2 separate regions of the Gossypium hirsutum genome follow, and region 1 is linked to region 2. The links are chromatin contacts, called in public Hi-C maps. All regions are on one chromosome and are shown on one strand. Each heading gives the region's core, a stretch centred on a gene start, on an enhancer-like site or on the middle of the called end of the contact. The rest is flanking DNA. Distances are from core to core; before and after follow the strand shown.

Region 1 (3,233 bases), core at 406-2,905, 44 kb before region 2:
AATTTCCAATAATTTTTACCCATGTAAACACATATATGTAAGTAGGAAGAAGTTATAAGTTTTATTTACTTCATAAATAAAAGCACAAAAACCAAGAAATTCATATTTTTAAATTTTGTTGCGGGGTTTTTTAAGTATAACTTAGCTATTTCATAAATAAGAATAAAAACATCTCATCATGCTATAACATAAACTATCAAAACAGAAGAAAAAACCATCAAATTACAACATGTTTAGAAAATATTACAAAAACATAAAATAAAATAAAAATCATCAACAGAAAACAAGAACCAAGGAATGACTTACAAATAAATGAATACAGAATTTGTTATATTGGTTCTAGACATATTCAATTAAAGCTATCGTTAATGTTAAATAAATGAAATTTGAACATATTTAAATACAAATTATTCTTTAATTTAAGAGTTTGAAGATATAAATAATAATAGTATAGGATATCACCACTAATTGCTTTATGTTTTATGATAAACCAATTAAATTGAAGAGTTTATAAATAAGTGAAAACAAAAACATGAGTTAATTTCCCTTTTATTTATATACTTAAATTTATGCTATAAATATATATAAAGTTTTTTATTTAGTAAAATAAAATAAATTAGAGGCCAGGGTTGCTTTGACTTGTATATAGTTAGAGGTGATATCGGTTCAGTTTGGTTTGGTTGAAATTTTTTTAATTTTTTAAATTATTCTCGATTTGGTTCACTTCAACTCAATTCTTGATTTTTTCATATAATTATTTTGACAAAATGAGTTTTATTTTATGACTTTTGAATATTATTTGACAAAATTTTAATTTTTTTATAGATATTTCTAAAAAATAATAAATTTTTAAGAACTTTTAAATTATTTTCATTATTTTAAATATACAACATTTATTTTCATATAAAAAAATAAATTTTGATTTAATTTCCGAGTAACTCCAAATACCTTAATTTATAAGATAGATTTGTAAGATGGATTTTTTATAAGATGATTAAAGGTGTTTACCGTCTCAGGTGTGAATTGGGTTCGAGTCACACTTGACATGTTTGTTGTTTAGACTTTACCTTGTTATTTTAATGTCTTAATTCCAAACCAACTGACAAATAAAATTTTATAACAATAAAATGCGAAACAAAGCAAATAAATAAATAGATTTTTTTTAAAAAAAATCTCATTATAGATTTTGATTATATTTACCATTTTTGATATAATGCCTAAAACTACACATAGTCCCTCCCCAACTCATAAATAGGTGGATAATACATTTCAATGCATTCGAATTCACATCCTCTTATATTGACAACAATACACATACCAATCAAACTGAAAAACTCAATCAGTAACAAACAACCAAAAACGTTTTTTTTCCGAATCTTATTATTTATTCATACGATACTACATAAAAATTTAAGTAATAAATTCCCCCAATATATATATATATATGATCAGCCAAATTAGGTGCCAAATGTCCCAAAAAATAAATATCTAACATTTAAAAAAAGAAAGTCATCAACATGACAATTGGAAGCATGCACATGGTGTTGTTAAAAATTTCCACACAAAAATCTAATCTTACAAGTACAAGGGATCCAACGTGCCATTGTTTTTCATATATTCTTCTAAGGTTTGAATGGGGGACATAGAATGACAAAACGGAAAGTCATTGTCATAATAATAATAATAGTATTTGGAGACTATTGGATTCACTTTGATCTTTCTAAACCCCATCTTATTGAAGTCCTTCAACTACCTTACTTTTGTTAATTAAGTCCTGCTTTGTCCTTTTATTCTTGCTCATCTTGGTTTATGTAAATATAAATAAATATTTAAATAAAATGATCATTTTATTATTGTAATTTAGATATGGACAAAATGATGAAGCTAACCTATATACATATACAAGAAATGATGAAGCTAAAACAAAATTTGGTCAAAAAGGAACATAATTGTTTTCCAGTTGCAAGCATAAGCAAAAAGAAATGATATGTTGGGTAAAGGATGACGAATTTTTGGCTATCAAAACCGACAAATCATAAACGTAATGTTGGTTGATTATGATTTCACGTGGGAAGCACATCATTTCATTTATCCTTCCAAAACCGCGTTTTATTGAGGTTTCACGGCTCAATCTTACCTGTTTTTCAATTACCATACTAAACCAACTCATATCTTTATTTAATTAATTCCAATTTTAAGAGAGAGACCAAACTTCCAACTTTGAAATTAATATTATCGGGAGTGTAGGTTGGAACTCATGAATATGTGTATTGTAAAATATAAATGAAGAATACATCAAAAAAATTATTTATATTTATTATAAATTTTTTTATTATGTTGGTGTTACGGATTAATCAAATAATAATTCAATTAGAAAAAGATAAAAATACTATCATTTTACAAAGTAAATTGTATTAACTTAAAGGTATTTTTATCATTTTATATCTTTTTCATAGAAAAATAAAATTTAAACTTACATCTCATTAATTTTCAACATCTATACTTTACCGTTAAACCAAAACTTCATTTGTTCTTTACATAATTTCTTTTTATATTTTTTTCACCTACATTGTGGATGTGCAATAATCTAATATTAATAAAATAAACATTTATACCATTATTTAAAACTTTGACTGGATTAGTATCACTTTCAATTCAGCACTAACTTATTTATAAAGCAACAAATATTAATTTAAAAGTAATTTATTTTTTTTATCTTTTTACATATAATTTAAAAATAATACATTCACATGTAAGATACCAACCTTATCATTTCAACAAACACTAAATTTTATTTTTATCTCAAATAATTATATATTTATTACATAAAATTTCCAACCGCTAATCCCATAAAAAGTTAATCAAACATTTTCACGTGACATTGTGCATTGTCCAAACATGAAACAAGAAATAATGTTCTCTCAAATCAAACCTCTATTTTCTTCACGAATATGTTATAAACAAACTGAATTAAGATGTTCAATCGTGATTAGAACGCGCAACGAATTTCTTTCCTAATTTTCTAGTTTAATTTATTTTTTTTATATATAAAAATGACGTGTTTATAGTTGGAAAAGCAGCCGTACAAGATTCAAACAAATTTTCTCCAATTTTGTATTGAAAAATTGATGATTAATAACATGAGTAGAAAAGGTAGATAAGAAAGAAAACAATAGGGAGATGAAAAGAGAGAATAACTAGAGCATAACCAGAAATGAATTGGTTACCTCATA
Region 2 (3,299 bases), core at 196-2,695:
AAATGGAGTACATATTTCTCTTTCTCTCCAAACATGGGAGGAAATTACATGGAGGAAAAAGACATATCTACTTCATACCAACATCCCGGGACTATCAAATGTACCCAAAAAAAAAACAAAAAAAACAAAAACAGAAGCAACAGCAAATCTACTACTAGTTAATTTTAACAAAGTGATTAGACCCTAAACTTCCATCTACTACCAAGTTAATTTTATTAATCTCCTTCAACTTCTCCTTCTTTGGAGCCATTGGCTTTGAGTTGGAAGAGTTTCATTTTCATAAAATTTCTAAACATATGCTTATAAAGCTTGAGTGCTTCATGTCCAAAGAGGCTCCCATGATGAACCTAAGTTGTTGTCATCCAAGAAACTAGGGTTGCTGTGGTAGCTTTGTGGGCTGTTGCTGAGGAAATCGTCGATGGGTTGGTGGGGATTCTGTTGAGGAGACTGTGCCACCTCCATGCAAAGCAAAGCCACCAGGTTGGCTTGCTGCAACTGCATGTTCACCACTTCAGCTTGAGCTTTGGCTAGTTGTGCTTGGAGCTCATTAACTTGCTTTTGCAGTTGACAAATGGCCCCGGCGCAACCGTAAACCGGGTCTCGGATTCTGGCACTCGCCTCGTACACGATGCTGCTTACTGCATCAGCCCTTTGAGACTCTGGGAGTTCCTGAAAATTTCCCTCGTTTTAGCATATCTGATCATAATTGACTATTGAGCAACCACAAATAATTGCTTAATGCGGGACAGTCAATTCCCTCATTTGCATATATGGGAAACGGATAAGTACATTTGGCGACATATTGAGCAAGTGCCAACATTTTAATGCAGAAAGTAGGGTCCTTTCCACATGCAATGTCATTGACTATGTCAATAAACCTCAATTTGTGTTTAACTATCCGTCTCAACCCTGCCCCACCCTTGTAGAAAATAAAAATCGTTCCACCAAATGACTTTTCCATAAATATATTATCTGTTTTGAACTCAATTGTCAACGCATTAACCCGAAGCTACAGTGTTTTACCATTTCACACTATCAGACTCTAGGGTGAATGGGAGAGTGATTATGGAGAAAAAGAAAAAGGATACCTGCAAGAACTTGATAATGTTGCTAGCACCAAAGACACGATGAGCAATGGTAAACTTGGTAGGCTCAGTGGGAGGGAAATAAGGTGCCAAGACGCACTTATCAGCACATCTGCGCCTTAAGATCTTGCAAGCGGCGCAAGGGCTAATAACAACGGATGTAGGAGGAGGAGGAGGAGGAGGAGGAGAAGAAGATGAATTGGAAGACTTAGGCGAAGGAGATTGAGCAGCTACTTCACTAGTATATTCCATCTTAAGCATTGGGGGGGGGGTTAGGCTAAAGGACCAAATAGACAGATATGGATTCTTTGTTTCTTAGTTTTAGGGAGACGGAATGGATGCGATAAAGATGATAATGGTGGTATTGGTGGGGGGTTCCTCCTTTTTTTATACTAAAGATCTAGGATTGAAGGAACACAATGACATCATCTACAGTGACACGTGACATCAACTTCTCCCTTTAGATTGCAGCTTGGCTATATTTACTTTTTTAACCATTCCCAAGTGGAAACATAATAAAGGAAGAGAATTTTATTCAATTCGTTTCGTTAGGTTTATTATGACTGCATTTTCTTTTTCTTTATCCCATAATAATAAAAGACTTTTCTTCTTGCTTTGGAAAAAGCATGTGTTAGAAAGATTGTATTTTAAAATTTTAGAAAATAATATTCTCTAAAAAATTTTAATTTAAAAGTTTTTAAGTTAAAAGGCAGTCTAAAATTGAAATTTTGAATTTCTTTTGAAAGATTAAACTAAACAAAGAAAAATCTCCCTGGGAGAAATGTAATTTTCTTACATATGTAACCCTCTTTCCTTCTAAATGCCATTTTGACTAGATGCTTTAGGGATGAAATACTAAATGAAAATAAACAGAATACATTCATTTTACTCAACTGCCCAACATTTAGGAGTAAGGTGGTTTTTCTAGAAGGAACTTCTCTCTCTCTCCAAAATTCTTGGACTAGAAAATAAATAAAATGCAAGAAAAGTCTAAAATAGAGAAAGAAAGAATGAAAGTGCAATGTCAAATAAAATAAAATAAAAAAGAAAGGGGAATGGTCCACACATAACTACTTCTTGATGGCCCAGCCTTAGCCAAGAGAACACGTAGATGAAGTCACTGCTGTGACTGAGTTTAATTAATTCATAAATGGGCTTGCTCATAGATGCCGTCTACCACCTAATGGCCTGCCCACTCCACGAGAATGGCACTCCTTTTTCTTTTTGTGAAATTATTTTCATAAATGAATTATTATTATATAATGATGGATTTCATATCATCTTTGTTGCGATTGATGTGCAACTCCAATTATCACTATTCTTTTTTAAATCTTTATTAAGTTTATGTTTATTGTTTTTATCAAATTCAACCAAAAAATAAAATTAGTGTTTACGCAAAATTGAAAAGGAAGAAGGGAAAAATAGAGAGGGACGAATTCAAAATTTTATTTATATTTTTTCATAAATTAAAATATAAATTTATTATCTATTAATTTATAAGTTCATTATTTTTGAAGGGACTAAACATAAATTATTTCTTTTTTATGAAGGTTAAAGTACAATTTTACTATATATTAATTTATAGTTTCTTTATTTATAAGAGGATTGAATTGAAAATGTTTTATTTTGGGGGCCAAAGTACAAGTTCATTATATATTAATTTATAATTTCTCTATTTATAAGAGGACTAAATTGAAAAAAAAATCAATTTTGAAGGGCCAAAACCTCTGCCTGCCTCCCTTCAGATTCGCCTCTACAAGGAGGAAAGAAGTTGGCCATGCAAGGATTTAATGGTAGGTGGTCCAACAAAGTTTTGACATAAGGAGATGGTCTTGCCTTGATGGTGAAAGAGGGAGTATTTATTGGAAAGTTTACTCACCAATATGTCTACGTTTGGGTCTTCTCTTGGTATGCCCTTTAAAGGGGCAAAATAGCCTGCTAGCCACGTGACAATTGGATTAATGGGTCTAGCGATTAGGCAATAGTTGGACTTGAATGGACTTGATAAAGTCCTACGTGTTGATCATGCATAGATGGGTCTTGACACTTGCACCTACCATTGTACATCTTTGAGGCAGGTTTTCTTTCATTGTTGCCTCCATTCTTTGCGAATGCCTTGAAGGCGAATGGGGTCACCCATGAACAATTTGTAGGCTTCTCATAGTGAACATTGATCTACTTGTTTCGAAGTTATTGTCAATGTGGCAAGCCTCT

The links. A called contact is a pair of places that touch in the nucleus more often than the background predicts.
Region 1: a contact with region 2 is called in a Hi-C map of leaf, with 2.8 times the contacts expected there. The contact joins the enhancer-like site here to the promoter of LOC107953117 in region 2. A contact is called at or near these places in 12 of 34 Hi-C or Micro-C datasets (fibers, leaf and an unstated tissue).

What each region holds. Positions count from the first base shown.
Region 1 is chrA07:22,516,538-22,519,770 of Gossypium_hirsutum_v2.1, reverse strand. No RefSeq gene overlaps it. Among protein-coding and RNA genes, the nearest start is that of LOC107953205, 12 kb to the left of the region's middle. Within about 2 kb of position 1,655, at least 2 of the 9 cell types and tissues checked have an H3K27ac peak or open chromatin away from gene starts, as enhancers often do. A contact at or near this core is called in leaf, where this site is marked.
Region 2 is chrA07:22,472,511-22,475,809 of Gossypium_hirsutum_v2.1, reverse strand. It overlaps LOC107953117 (LOB domain-containing protein 1), which reads right to left and starts at 1,445. Exons shown (of 2, transcript XM_016888343.2): 1 at 1,089-1,445; 2 at 1-669. The coding sequence starts at 1,346. The coding sequence ends at 319.